Linked DNA regions of Mus musculus: regions 2 and 3 are each linked to region 1. The links are chromatin contacts, called in public Hi-C maps. All regions are on one chromosome and are shown on one strand. Each heading gives the region's core, a stretch centred on a gene start, on an enhancer-like site or on the middle of the called end of the contact. The rest is flanking DNA. Distances are from core to core; before and after follow the strand shown. Region 1 has its middle 26 kb from the start of Slc35c1. Region 2 overlaps Gm39880 (a long non-coding RNA gene). Region 3 overlaps Gm13791 (a long non-coding RNA gene).

Region 1 (4,577 bases), core at 1,715-4,214:
ATAGAGGGGTTCATGACAGAACAGACACAAGAAGGGGAGACAAAGAAACATATTGGAGGACTAGGAGGGGTGAGAGCCCCAAGTTCAGACATCCGGGGCAGTCAAAGTTGAAACAGCAAGAGAATCTAAGGCATCCCATTTTTCAGATGGGAACGTTGAGGTCTGGTAATCTGGGGATTTAGAGCTCTGAGGAGAGCTGGGATCTTGAAAGGAAGTAAAGCCCCTTTTCTTCCAGGCAGCAAGTCCCAGCTCTGGCCACGACCTTTGCCCTAGCTGATGCTATTTACTAGTGAGGGACTGGACAAGTGGGACACCCGAGTGTCCCTGGTTCTGTGTCAACTAGACACAAGCTAGAGTCATCAAAGAGGGAGGAGCCTCAGTTGAGAAAATGCCTCCATGAGATCCAGCTATAAGGCATTTATTTTCTCAATTAGTGATCAAGAGGGCGAGGGCCCAACCCATTGTGGGTGGTGCCATCCCTGGACTGGTGGTCCTGGGTTCTACAAGAGAGCAGGCTGAGCAAGCCAGGGGAAGCAAACCAGTAAGCAGCACTCTTCTGTGGTGTCTACATCCACTCCTGATGTCAGGATCCCGTCCTGTTTCAGTTCCTGTCCTGACTTCCTTTGGTAATGAACAGAAATGTGGAAGTGTGAACTGAATAAACCCTTTTTTCCCCAAGTTGGTCGTGGTGTTTTGAAATCCTGATTAAGACAATCCCCAACCTCCTATACTCACTAAGTGCTCCTGCATCTTTTCCGCGGTGTTGGGAAGGGGGCAGCTGGGAGGAGCAGGCTAATTGGGGCAGCTGAGAGTGAAGAGGCCCCTGGAGCTGGTCCATCTCCCCTTCAGGCAGACCCAGTTCAGAGGTGAGAAGTCAGAGCCGGGCTCCTGCCCTCCCTTAGGAGGGCTATTCTTGTGATTCGTTTGCTTTATTCTGGGGAGCAGATGATACTGTTCTCCCCATTCTAAAGAGGGAGGGAGAAACTGAGGTGCAGGGAGACAGAGTCTGCAGAGAGGTTTGTTCAAGGTTATATGCAAGCAAAACCAGTTGGTTCAAAGTTTGGCTTGGCTGCCTGTCCCTTTTCTTCCCTAGAGTGCCCTGTTTTGGGGCTAGCCTGGGAAGGTTAGAGGGCCAAGCCCCAGAGGCTGGGCTGAGGAGCCCCTCTTGGCAGTGTAGGAACGTAGATAACCCTACACATACTTCAAACTCAGACTGTCTCTCTTCCTATGGTCTCTTTCTATCCTCCCCCACCCAACACGAACCAAAAGCCCCTTCCGGCCCCTCAGGTGGGATGGGTGGCCCCCCTTCTTCAGCGTGCAGCATCACCAGTTGTCCTGACAGCTGGGCCAACCAAATTATATGCAGGGGACACAGTCACAGCCAACTCTCACACGGCCTGGCATTGGCTGGAATTTGCTAAGTTAGTCTTCTTTATCCCACCTCCTCTGGTGGTGGTGGTGGTGGTGGTGGTGGTGGTGGTGGTGGTGGTGATGGTGGTGAGGGCAGAACCAGGGAAACGCAGTAGGGTGAGACCTGTCTGAAACCGAAACTATGTGGCTTTGTGTAATTTGCTTGAGTGAAGTTGATCACAAAGCAATAGTCTCTGTAAAAACCAAACAAACAAAACCACCAGAACAGCCTCCCAAGCGTTGCCCAAGTTCCGTGAGTTGGAGGCGCCAAGTGGGTTACTAAATGGGGACTGCAAACCCGCCATAGGCAAAGCGGCAGCGCATGCGCTCTCTTTTACGCGCGTCGCAGTTTGTAAATTCTGTGAGCGAATCCTGCCCCAGCTTACCACTGCCCACATTCACAGCCACCGACATGGGAATCTCTTATCTGTGTCTTGTAACGTTGTCATCTGAGCGCTCTATAAGTGATGAAATGGTGGCCCGAAAAACCAATAACTCTGGAAAGAAAGATGCGACTTGACCCTATGAAGACGGCCCGCCCTAATTTCCTGCAGATCCTCAGTGAAATATTTAGTGACAATGTCGAGGGGAAAAAGAAATGGCAGTCTTACAGAAGAAAGATACCACTCCAGGGACCGGTTTATGCGGCCGCGGTTTTGCACAAGGTGCAGCTGCCCTGTGCCTGGAAGGTGGAGGGTGGAGGAGCGAGTTCTCAGGTCCTTTAGGACAGGCAATTAAATTTTTTATTTTTTATTTCTTCGTATGCCTCGTGTTTGTGTGTGCTTGTAGAGGCTATAAGAGGGTGTCGGATGCCCTGGAGCTGGAGTTCCAGATCGTCGTCGTGAGTAGCTCGACGGAAATGTTGAGGGCCGGATTTGGATCTTTTGCAAGAACAGCAAGCTTTCTTAACGGCTGGGCCATCTCTTCAGTCCCAGGCCAGACAATTTTATCTTTGTATGATGCTGGGTCTTAGAGTTTCATCAGTAAAATAGAGTCAGACTGGCTTGGCCCCTGCAGGGTTTTATGTAAAGACAGACACCGTATTTATTAAGTCGGCCCCAAGGGGTCTTCTGACATTAAGCTTATTTTTCTCAGGGGCTTGCAATTCAGACTTAGGTGAGATGATCATTGGGAGACAAGGTCCCACCTTCTCCACCACTTTCTACAGAGCCTCGGGGCTAGTGGTGGACCCATGTAGATAGAGGGGATGAAAAGATTACGCTTGGACACTAAAAAAAGCAGGTGTCATGGGCCCAGCGCCACTGGAGGGCAGCACCAGCACAGAGCTAAAGCCGCCGCCGGCTGGGCAGAGCGGGAGAGATTGCCTGGGCTTTGGGATCCACCAGATATCATGCGCGTCCTCGCCTTTCAGGGACGAGGACACTCAGGTCTTACTTCCATTAAAAGTGCGCCGTCCAGGAGAAGACTAAATCAACATACAAAACAAATTTCCCAAGCAATGTGACGGTTTCATGTCACAAGAAGTATCAGCAGAGAGGGTCAGGGAGGCCTTGTTGGGTGTATATGTGTACCTGTGCATGTGTGTGCATGTTAATTTGCACACATGTGTGCTTCTGTGTGTGTACCTGTGCTTATGTGTGTGTGCCTCTGTGTGTGTGTGTGTGTCGCTGCTGAAATGAGACCTGCATTAGGAAAGCAGCCAGTGATCTGAATATATAGACACTTGTAGATGTTAAGTGGGTTTGCACAGAAACTGGGGAGGAACTGAGGAAACAGAGGGATAGAGAAGCTACGTAATCTACTTGTGGCCACAGAGTCAGTAACTGAGGGATCGTCTGAAAAACCCGAAAACTCACTTTTCATAACTTTGGCTTCCCTTGTCTTTAAGCTCCAAACAGGATGGTGACTACAGATTTTCCCGACTCCCTGTTTCAGACCATAATTCGCTGTAAGAAATAGGGCAGGGATCACTGGGTGGGAGCTAGAACACTCGCCCTCCCCTCCGCAGCCGCGTTTTCTCTCTTTTGACAACCAAGTCCTGGCTCCGTTTTGAATAGCAATGCATTAGGGTCCGGGGACTACTAGAGTGGGAGCGCCGTCTTGTGGACAGTTGTGGAACCACAGGCTCAACTACAAAGGGTCTGGTGGGGCTGAGCCTGGAGGCTAGGGGATTGATTCTAAGGTGTCACCAGTGAGCATGCATGTGTGTGCCTTGTTTTCATTAACAGTACGGGTCAAAGTTCACTTAAATCCACATTCAGAAGTTGATTCTCCTTTCTATGCATCCAGATACCTGCAAACTTCTGTCTCCCAAAGGGGGTTAAACACGACTGTGCCATGGTCACCCAAGGACAGAGACCTGCGAAGTGTCCCCTGAGGGTGCAGATGGTCACTAAGACATGGAGCTGTCCACAGCAAACTCCGAATCCCCTTTCATACTGCCCTCTGGTCCAATTCACAGGCTGGCCATGACTTACTATCCCTGTCCCTCCCAGCTGAGGACACAGAGGCTCAGACAGGAGCCCCTGGAGACCCAGTGAGGCAACACACAGACTATTTTCCTAACAACTGAAGGCAGGGAGGACTTGTTTCTCTCTCTAAAAGGGGATGATATCAGTCAGGAAGGCATGGACAGCTGCCCAGCTCAGCCTGCTTGCCTTTGCCTTACTTTACCTGTTCTGCAGCCCCTCAGCAAGTGAGGGCTCTCAGCTGTAGGGTTCTCTCCTAAGAACAGTTTTTCTCCTAGGGAGATCAGCTGTCATCTCCCAGATGTGGGATGGTGGAATCATGGGAAGATCCAAAGCCGCTGGATGGGGCCGGCATTAATTTTGCAATCACCTCGCTGTGGTGCGCCTAATTGCCTGATAACTGTAATTGAGTCTTGGGGATCACATCAACGGTATTACAGGGAGCGTTTAGGGCCGTTAATGGGAAATGCAGCAATACTTGCCAGACTGTGAGCTCTTTCCTGGAGGCAGGGAGTTGGGGAGCGTAGGGTGGATGAAGGGCAATGGCTAGGCCGCCATGCACCGCATCCCACGTCCCAGCCCTGCCAGTCTACATGGCAGGTGGATTGCTATTTTGCAGATGCAAAAGTAGTGTTTGAAGGCTGAGAGACTCATCTGGTCTTTTTGTACCCAGTGGGGTCTTCATAGAAATGACTTCCAGGCTCTGCTTAGACCCACCAACATGGAACCTGTGCTTTC
Region 2 (4,633 bases), core at 20-2,519, 350 kb after region 1:
TACCAGGTGCTCCACCTCCCCTCCCCCACCTTATGATGCTCAGAGACAGTGCCACTATCTTTTTAGATTTTTCTATAGTAATACATTATTTGCTTCCTGAAACCACAGATGCACTGATTTTTTCCAAATTGGAAACTTCTGAGAGTAGGGTCTGGAAATCTGAATTTGGAAATTATTCTGGTGTGTGTGATAGATAGGTTTTCCAGACCCTGGACAGCATTCTCTGCCTCACTATCACATAGAACCCATTAGCGACATGTTTCAAAGTCCCACTGTCAATCCCTTGGCCTTCAGACCTTCATTTCTCAATCCATTAGTCTGTCAGCCCATCAGCCCCTAGCTCCTTGGCCCCTCAGCCACAGCCACAGCCACAGCCACAGCCACAGCCACAGCCACAGCCACAGCCCCTCACCCCCTCAGCCACAGCCCTGCCACACCAGCCCCCCAATCCTTCAGCCCCTCAGCCCCTCAACCTGCAGTCCTGGGCTCTTAGTCCCTAGCCTCTCAGCTTTGAAACCCAACCTCTCAGCTTTAGGCTCTTAGCCCTCAGCCCTAGGTCTGTCCCATACTGTCGGAGGCCAAAAAGTCTTGACCTACACAGCAAAACCCACATCCCATCCCCTGTCACCTGCCTTTCTCCTTCCTGATTTAAGGAAGTGAGAGAGAAGTCTTGATCCAGGCTGGCCTGCAACACAGCTATAGAGCAGTGTCCCTGTGACCTGGCATGTTTGCTATAAATGGTATGACAGACAGTTTGTGTCCATTTGGACAAGCCACGGTATTCGTGTATGCTATCAAATGCTATTCTAGATACTTCTAATGGGGATGTTTTTGGATTTTTTGTTTTTCTAAGTAGTCTCACTATGCAGCCCCAGCTGGCTTCATGCTCTCTGTTGTCCTCTTGCTTCAGCCTCTAATGATGGAATTGCAGGTATGAACCACTGTGGGATTTTTTTGTAAGGATGTTTGGGGGTGAAATTAACACTCAAATCAGCAGGCTTTGAAGAAAGCAGGTTGCCCTCCTGACATAGGTAGGCTTCATTTAGTCCATAAATGGCTGCCACAGAACAAAGGACAGGCCTTGCTGAGCAGGTGGGAGATCTGCAGCTGGCAGCCTCTTGACTTGAACTGCATCACAGCTGTGCCCTAGGTCTGTAGGCTGCCAGCCCACCCTGCAGATGTGAAGCCTGGCAGCTCCAGGACGGTGTGAGTCACCTCCTGAAAATAAACCCTTTTCTATATGTACAGAATGCACTGGCTCCATCTCTCTGGAGAAGCCCCACCAGTGCACAGGGAGACAGACTGAGCCATGAATAGAGGAAGCGCGCAAGGCAAGCAACTGCGTGCAGGAACCTGCCAGGCAAAAAGGAAATTCAGAGGCCACAGGACATCATTAGGACAGGGCCCCTTCCCTCTGCCCTAAAGCTGGCTTCAGAAACACCAGGCACCCCGAGGAGGCATCACCGAGTACCACAGAACATTCTTGGGAGATGCGGTATGATGCCAAGCCTGAAAGCTAGCAATCAGCAAGTTTTGGGTGGGCTGCAACAGCTGGCTGCAAGAGCATGCTCCAACCTGTGGGACCCAGGGCACAGGGCTCTAGAGACCTGGGCAAAGCTAAAGAGAACAGAGACCCCGAAGCCACAGCCCCCAAATCATTGTAAATCAGACAGAGAACATTTAAGATAAAATGTTTTTAAGCCATCCTGGCTCGAACAAACCCATGTCTTCTATCCAAGCTGAACAGTGGGTTCCAGGCCAGAGTATTCACAAAGAAAGCTGGGGAGGGGGAAGGGAAGGGGGAGGGAGGAAGGAGAGGGGAAAGGGAAGAAGAGGGGAGTCAGAAAAGAGGATTTAGAGGGAGACCAAGGGAAGGAGGAGAGAAAGAAGGAGGACTCCTAGTAGGCATGACCTTACCAAATTTTGAGCACCTCCTGGTTGCCAGGCAGTGAACCAAGGGCCTCCAAGTGTCACCTGCACGTCTGTTGAGCACAGGCTACAGCTTAAGAAGGGAAGCATCGGGGCTGGAGAGATGGCTCAGTGGTTAAGAGCACTGACTGTTCTTCCAAAGGTCCTGAGTTCAAATCCCAGCAACCACATGGTGGCTCATCTGTAATGAGATCTGATGCCCTCTTCTGGTGCATCTGAAAACAGCTACAGTGTACTTACATATAATAAATAAACAAGTCTTAAAAAAGAAAAAATGAAGGGAAGTATCAGTGCCACCCCACCTTCCAGACAAGATTCGAGGGTACTAGTGAACTCCCTTACAGATGTAGAAAGCGGGAAATGCAGCCCATACTCAGAGCCTCCTTTTGCCTGTTTTAACTACCAGTCCAAGCCAGCACACCTTGGAGGAGGACTCGTGATGTACAACTCTCTTCTGTCCTGGATCCTCCATTCTCGAAAGAAACAGCGTATCCATGACTCAGGTCAAAAACAAAAAACAAAAAAAATAGGTGATCAATGTCCATTTAGCTCTGGGAGTTCTTCTCCCACAGCCCTCGTGAGCTTCTGAGAAGCCTTGCCTAGGGCAGCACTGTGCCCAGTAAATCTGGACACCGTGATCCCTACAGCAGTATCTGCAGGCTCAGATGTCAAGCGCAGGTCAGTGAGGAAGCCTGGATCACAGGACCAGTCAGGGGGCAGAGAGAGACCAAGAGTCCACACATGTCTGAGCCCAAAGCCTACACCTCCCTGACCCTACCCTGAATGCAGCAAGCACCCTGCTTCCTGCAGGAGGCCTGAAAGAGCCCCTGTTCTTCAGCCACATGGAGGAGCCTACATACCAGCAGTGACCTTTAGGAGCTGGAATGTCTGGTAATTCACCTACAAAGAAGGAAAATGGATAGAACAAGAGGACCATCGGACACAGAGAGTGGCTTCAGAGTCACCAGTGAGAGGTTCTCTCAGTTTCATGGGGGTTCCTCCATGACTTCAGAAGAAATCGGTCAGCCATGTCACGATCATTAGCTATTCAGCTCTGAGCTTTTCGGATCTTGATATGACTGCTTTCTTCTAAGACAGTTGGGGGTTGGAGTTGTAATATACAAACCAGATCTTAGATCCCACTTTGTCCCCGAGCAGAGAATTCTAGAAGTGTGGCCTTTGAAAAGGCAAGATGCTTTAAAAGACAGACAGATAGGCATAAGTAAATGAATGAATGAATGAATGAATGAATGAATGAATGAATGAATAAATAAATAAATAAATAAATGGAGTCTGCAGTTTTCCCATCAGTTTACATGTAAGCATAGGTTCAGTGCTTAAAATACTCAGGCTCAGAGATGATTCTATGCTAAGGCCTGATCTCTCGGGGTCTCAGTTTCCTCCTTTGTAAAGTGGTATCAGCAGCAATCTCTGTGACTGGCCACTAGAAGTTCTTTGTGGACATGTTGGGCTCTCTCCTCACTTCCCTAACCAACGTGGCTCAAAGCATACAAATCGGTGATGTGTCCTACAGGGACTCACTAGTGACCCAGGGCCACTCAGAGAACGGACATGTTCATTAAAGTCAACCGAGCGAGACAGGCACTTGTTCTTCTGCGTAGGTGAGTGTTCCACACTGGTGCTCAGAGTTCTAGAATGACGTTTCAGATAAATGTGGTGGCTCAGGGCTGGAATTGCAGGAGTTGGGAGGCAGAGAGAATAAGGATCCTCATGAGTTCCAGGTCAGCCTGGGCTACAGAATATATATATATATATATATATATATATATATATATATATATATATATATATATATAACTTATTAAAGATAAGAACCTCTCAGAAGGGCTAGGAAGATGGCTCAGCTAATGAAGCATTTGTCTCACAAGTGTGAGGAGCTGAGCTTGTGTCCCCAGAATCCACATAAAAACAGTTGTGTGCCATGGCACATGCCTGTAACTCCAGCCTTGACAGGAGAGGCAGAGACAAGAGGATCTTTGGAAGCTCTCTGGCCAGCTAGTCTGGCCTATGTGGTGAAGTCCCTGGCCAAATGAGAGACCCTGTCTCAAACAAAAATTGGAAGGTGTGGAGACGATCACTTGTAGGTGTCCAGCCTGCCTCACCTGCACACACAGGTGTGTCTATGTGTGGGCTCTCTGCTGGAGACGCTTCCCTAGTGCCTGATTCGTGTGGCCAGGTTTGTTTCTGATCCTGGATGGAGGAGAGGTCAGGTTCAACCAACCCAGAGCACAGTAACACCCCAGACTGCAGGAGAGCTGGTGGCTGCCCAGGAAGCCTTTAATGAATGTTAGCATTTTTCTCCCCTCGCCTTCCCACTTCCCTCCCCATCATTCTCTCCCCTTGGATTCTTGACCAGGTGGCTCAGCCAAAAACCAAACCCCAGCCTGAGTGTGCTGGACTGGGCTATGGAAACACCAAGTGAGTCACCACAGGTGAAGAGAGCCCAGTGGTGTGGCTACAGTTGTCTCTGTTGTTCCAGCCTTGGGGCTCGGCCTGTAGACAGCAAGGGAAAACAAACTTCTGAGAACTGAGGGTTCAGGAACCCCTCCAAACTTCGTGTGCAACAGGCTCTCCTCCCCCCTCCTCTATCCTCTCCGTGCTGACCTATCTTCCCCCCCACCCCCCACTTCTCTCTTTTCCCTCCTACTCTACCTCCCCTCCCCTCCCTCTCTCTCCCCCTCCC
Region 3 (4,471 bases), core at 693-3,192, 390 kb after region 1:
GATGAGAAGTCCAGACTCGCAGAGAGTTGCAGCATGGGGCTTGCCATTTCTTATAAGGTGGCTGTGGAGGGGAAAGGGGGATTGACTGCTGCCGAGGAAGTAGCCCCAGTAGCTCCAGCCCTAACCTAACAACTTAATTTGCAAAAGAAAATTAAGGTAAATTAAAAAAAAAAACTACTTCAGATTGTAGATTTTTATCTTTAAACTTTAAACTTCAATTCCGGTTTAGACCCTGTGGTAAATCACATCACTCCGCCACAGAACCACTTATGCAGTTTTTGCTTTCGGTTTGGTTTTGATTTGTTTATGTGGATGGGTGTTTGCCCACGTGTGTGTCTGTGCACCATGTGGGCTGCTGCCCGTGGAGGCCAGGACATCATCCGATCCCCTGGGACTGGAGTTATAGATGGTTATGAGCCACTGTGGAGTGCTGGGAATTGAACCCCGGTTCTCACCAAGAGCAGCCAGGGCTCTTAACCACTGAGCCATCTCTCCAGCTCCTCTTCTGTTTGTTTTTCTGGTTTTGTTCTTGTATTTTGAATTTCACTTTTTGCCCAAATTGGTCTTGAACTTACAGCAATCCCTTTGTGTTGGCCTCTTGAGCACTATGATCCCAGATGTGAGCCACCACAGACTTTAGGGGCACAAGTTTACCAAAAAATTGAGCAGAAATTACAGAGAATTTCCAGATTTCCCCCCTCCCCACCCTCTCCCCTGGCCCCCTCTTTCCACCTGCCCTGCTCCTATCTTCATCACCTCACATTAGTGACGTGCACTGGTCACAGTATGTGAGCCAATGCTGACTTGCTGCTATTAACCGGTCTAGAGCTCACTCTGGGACTCACCATTGAACAGCACATGCTCTAAGTTTTGACACGTGTGTAATGATCTGTTGCCCCATTAAAGAATTGCCTAGAATATATTCACTGCCCTGAAGAACTCATCCATCTCTCTAACTCTCACTCCCTCCAGGCAAACACTGATCTTTCTACTGCCTCTGAAGCCCTCTTTCCCCAAATATGACAGAGCTGGAATGACACAGGGGGGCCGTCTTCTCACAAGGCCTTTGCTCATAGAATAGTCTGCATTCAAGCCCTGCTTGTCTTTTTCCACTTTAGTAATTCCATGAAGCTTCCTTTTGTTTGGGGGTTTGGTTGTTTTGTTTGGTTCTTGAGACAGGGTCTCACCATGTAGCCATGGCTGCCCTAGAACCTATGTCAGTGGTTCTCAACCTATGGGTCACAACCCCTTGGAGGGGGGTCCAATGATCTTTTCATAGGGCGTCACATATCAGGTATCCTGAATGTCGGATATTTGCATTATGATTCATAGCAGTAGCAAAATTACAGGTATGAAGTAGCAAAGAAATAATTGCATGGTTGGGGGTTACCACAACATGAGGGTATTAAAGGGTCACAGCATTAGGAGGGTTGAGAGCCATTGCTCTATGTAGACCAGGGTAGCCTTGAAATCAGATCTGCCTGCCTTTTTCTTTAATACTGAGATTAAAAGTTATGCCCCCATACTAGGTCTCTTGTGTGCGCTGAATTATTAATATCTGTGTACATTGGATCCTTGTCCTTAATAGTATGTGTCTTCCACCCTAGGTCTTGTTCCCTTTTCACAGAGAAATTCACATCTTTTTGTCTCTAAATAAATTTGCACTGAAACACAAACACAATTACTCTTGTAGAGACTGTCTAGCTAATTGCCCAGGATGTCAGCAGAGCCACCCAGAGCCTCCGAGTGGAGAGCCTAAGTATTTACTAGCTGCCCTTTACAGCTAAGCTTGCGGACCCCTGATTTAAGGCTTGGCCCCTATTCACTTCTTAACAAGTCTGTCTTTCCCAGAAAAGCAATTTCCATGGTTGGCAGCAGCTGATCAAACTCCCTTCTGGCATGGCTGAGTCTGAGTTGTGTGTCTAATTCGGGCCCAGCCAGCCAGTCTTTTCCCTTTTGTATCATTGCTTCAGGGTGGCTTGATGTTGATTCCAGATGGTATTGCTCTAGTCCCAGTGAGTGAAGAGACTATGGCTGGGACACACTGGGCAGGCACACACTGGGCAGGCACACACTGGGCAGGCACACACTGGGCAGGTACACACTGGGCAGGTACACACTGGGCAGGTACACACTGGGAAGGCAGGCACACACTGGGCAGGTACACACTGGGCAGGCACACACTGGGCAGGCAGAGACACAGTGGGCAGGTACACACTGGGCAGGCAGAGACACACTGGGCAGGGATGCAGCTATCTTGCTTAGAGTGTCTCCCTCCTTCTTCCTTCCTCCATCTTCCTTTCTCCCTCCTCTAGGGATGGGCAGACTACTTCTCACTTTCCCACAGAAGGACCACATCTTTCCTCTGCTGGAAGTTAATCAAACATATCTCTGTCCTTAAAATTTTCAACAGTGGAGAAGCAAATGAACAGGCCTTCCCTCCTAACAAGGTGCACAGGCCTGCGTTCCACAGAACTCAGCCTCCTCTCGTCTATGTCCAGGGTTGATCTTCCTTCCATTCTTCCCTTTTCTCCTCTTGACAGCGTCCTCGTTCAGCCAAGGCTGCCATCTCCTGGGCCCCACATCATTTGCCATTTGCAATCTCCAGGTCACTGTTGTCCCTGCCTCTGAGCCTTTCTGTTTGGATTTTACACCCTGTTAACATTTGCGCTTCTTTCTTCTCTCCTCCCTTCCAGTAAGAGGAAGGATCCATGAAAGGATGTTCAAGTTTTTCCTTGCCCAGCTTCACTAGAGCAGCCACAGAGTAACAACAAGAGAAGGAAAGAGATCGACACACAGCCTGCCTCCTGCCTGGTGCTGGTGATCATTGCAATCAGCATCTGCTGGAGACCCATTGTGTCTCAACTTCAGAAGAGTCCTGTTAGCTGGGTACCCAAGTATCGATGCAACAAAGTATCGTTGTGAATTGTTGTTTGCTGTACGACAAAGCCTTTGCTCAGGTCTCCACATCTGGAGTCAGAGACAGGAAAACAAACCAGGGCTTGCACACCCTGGCCATTCTAGAGCCAGTGTTGCTAAGCCTAGATGTGGTAGGACCTTGCCTCTGCTCTCACACCTCACCTTTTCTGTAAACTGAGGGCTCATGGAGTACCTGTACCTTACAGTTGTTCTGAGGCTCACACTCCTTAAAGAACAGAGCATGTGGAGGGTGCACAGCAGGCTGCAAGCTGCATGAGCACAGATATCCCTAAGTTGCTGCCATGGGTGAGCCTGTGCCAATCTGACTGACAGTAAGTGTCACTGCTCAACCTTTTAGGTCCTACTGCAGGGTTCTATAGGATGAAAGATGACGCTAACAGCTTCAGTCAACACACACACACACACACACACACACACACACACACACACACACACTCCTCCCTCTAGTGTGGGAAATACTTGTCCTAGCATCTCTTCCTATGAAGCAGTGCAGTCTTCCTAGGGAACGCCCAAGGGAATGCCTGAGCATCTCTCAAGTCCTGCTCTTGCTCCGCATCCTGCAACCAGCAGCTCTGAAGATGCATCTGGAAGAATGTATTCCTGGCCAGCTCCATCCTCAGAGCCCAGGCTGCCCTTGTGGCTCATGTGGCCTTCCAGCACTCATTTTGCTCCCTGCTGTCCTGCCCTTGCAACACTGTTACAATCAATCACTCCCCCAAAGAGATCATAATAGTCTTAGAACGCAAATCACTTCTCTACTTAAGCCTTCCAACCTTTAATGACAAAACTCATGGTTTCTGTGCCTTCAAACAGGGTCCAACCGAATACAGCCTGATGATTATTTAAGTCAGAGCTGCCCACTCTCTGGTCACTGTTCAACAAGCCTATTGACCTTCCTTCTTATTCTTGCCCATGGTAAAGCACATTGCATGGTCTGTAGACTCAGGCTCAAGTGCATGCCAGCCTTCCTGCATATCTTATACAATGCCGCAGCACCACAGACTGTTCTCCAAGGGCCCATGGACCCATCCAGTTCTGTTTCTGCTGGTAGTCTTTTCTGGAAACAGCCTTTGTACCGAAAATCCTAATTCTGGTGTGTCAACAAGCAAGCTGGCTTTCTGGGACTCCTTAGTGGCACTGTAAGTGGGAACAGACAGAGGAGACTCCATCCATCCTGGGGAACAACTCCTTGTACCTCGAAGGCTACTGTTATCTCTGCGGCCACAGTAAGCTCACTGCAGGTCGCTAGAGTTCGTGTGAGCCTCCCATCTTGCTAGACTTGAACAGGTCAGAATACCCTGGACTCTGGTGGTGGCCTGTGTCCCGTGAGGCTGCATAACAGGCCACTTTCCCATTAGCCAGCTGCTCTGTCCCACGTCCCCTTTCTGGCTTTCACAAAGCCATAGGACAGTTGCCTTTTTAAAAATGGGCTTGCAAATGTGGTTATTGTGCACTTGTCCACCTACATGCAAATGTCTGTCTGTCCATCCTACTTTTATGTTTCCTGCCCCAGGGAATGTCTGTCTGTAAG

The links. A called contact is a pair of places that touch in the nucleus more often than the background predicts.
Region 2: a Hi-C map of brain shows a contact between it and region 1, with 7 times the contacts expected there. The contact joins two enhancer-like sites. A contact is called at or near these places in 2 of 39 promoter capture datasets (embryonic stem cells and hippocampal neurons), 9 of 15 datasets of contacts at CTCF or cohesin (the NIH/3T3 cell line, embryonic stem cells, hippocampal excitatory neurons and 3 more), 93 of 484 Hi-C or Micro-C datasets (the AtT-20 cell line, B cells, the C2C12 cell line and 39 more) and 18 of 115 datasets of contacts at active chromatin or transcription factors (VIP interneurons, astrocytes, bone marrow-derived macrophages and 9 more).
Region 3: a Hi-C map of cortical neurons shows a contact between it and region 1. The contact joins two enhancer-like sites. A contact is called at or near these places in 1 of 39 promoter capture datasets (the 3T3-L1 cell line), 3 of 15 datasets of contacts at CTCF or cohesin (the NIH/3T3 cell line, embryonic stem cells and stem cell-derived epiblast-like cells), 6 of 484 Hi-C or Micro-C datasets (the 3T3-L1 cell line, cerebral cortex, cortical neurons and 1 more), 2 of 115 datasets of contacts at active chromatin or transcription factors (embryonic forebrain and forebrain) and 1 of 9 other capture datasets (embryonic stem cells).

What each region holds. Positions count from the first base shown.
Region 1 is chr2:92,483,132-92,487,708 of GRCm38.p6, forward strand. No RefSeq gene overlaps it. Among named protein-coding and RNA genes, the nearest start is that of Slc35c1, 26 kb to the left of the region's middle. Within about 2 kb of position 2,965, at least 32 of the 459 cell types and tissues checked have an H3K27ac peak or open chromatin away from gene starts, as enhancers often do. A contact at or near this core is called in VIP interneurons, brain and cortical neurons, where this site is marked.
Region 2 is chr2:92,835,207-92,839,839 of GRCm38.p6, forward strand. The region is part of intron 2 of Gm39880 (a long non-coding RNA gene); the gene reads left to right. All of the region lies in intron 4 of Gm13791 (a long non-coding RNA gene), which reads right to left. Among named protein-coding and RNA genes, the nearest start is that of Gm32413, 31 kb to the left of the region's middle. Within about 2 kb of position 1,270, at least 14 of the 459 cell types and tissues checked have an H3K27ac peak or open chromatin away from gene starts, as enhancers often do. A contact at or near this core is called in VIP interneurons, brain and cortical neurons, where this site is marked.
Region 3 is chr2:92,875,824-92,880,294 of GRCm38.p6, forward strand. All of the region lies in intron 2 of Gm13791 (a long non-coding RNA gene), which reads right to left. Among named protein-coding and RNA genes, the nearest start is that of Syt13, 37 kb to the right of the region's middle. Within about 2 kb of position 1,943, at least 10 of the 459 cell types and tissues checked have an H3K27ac peak or open chromatin away from gene starts, as enhancers often do. A contact at or near this core is called in cortical neurons, where this site is marked.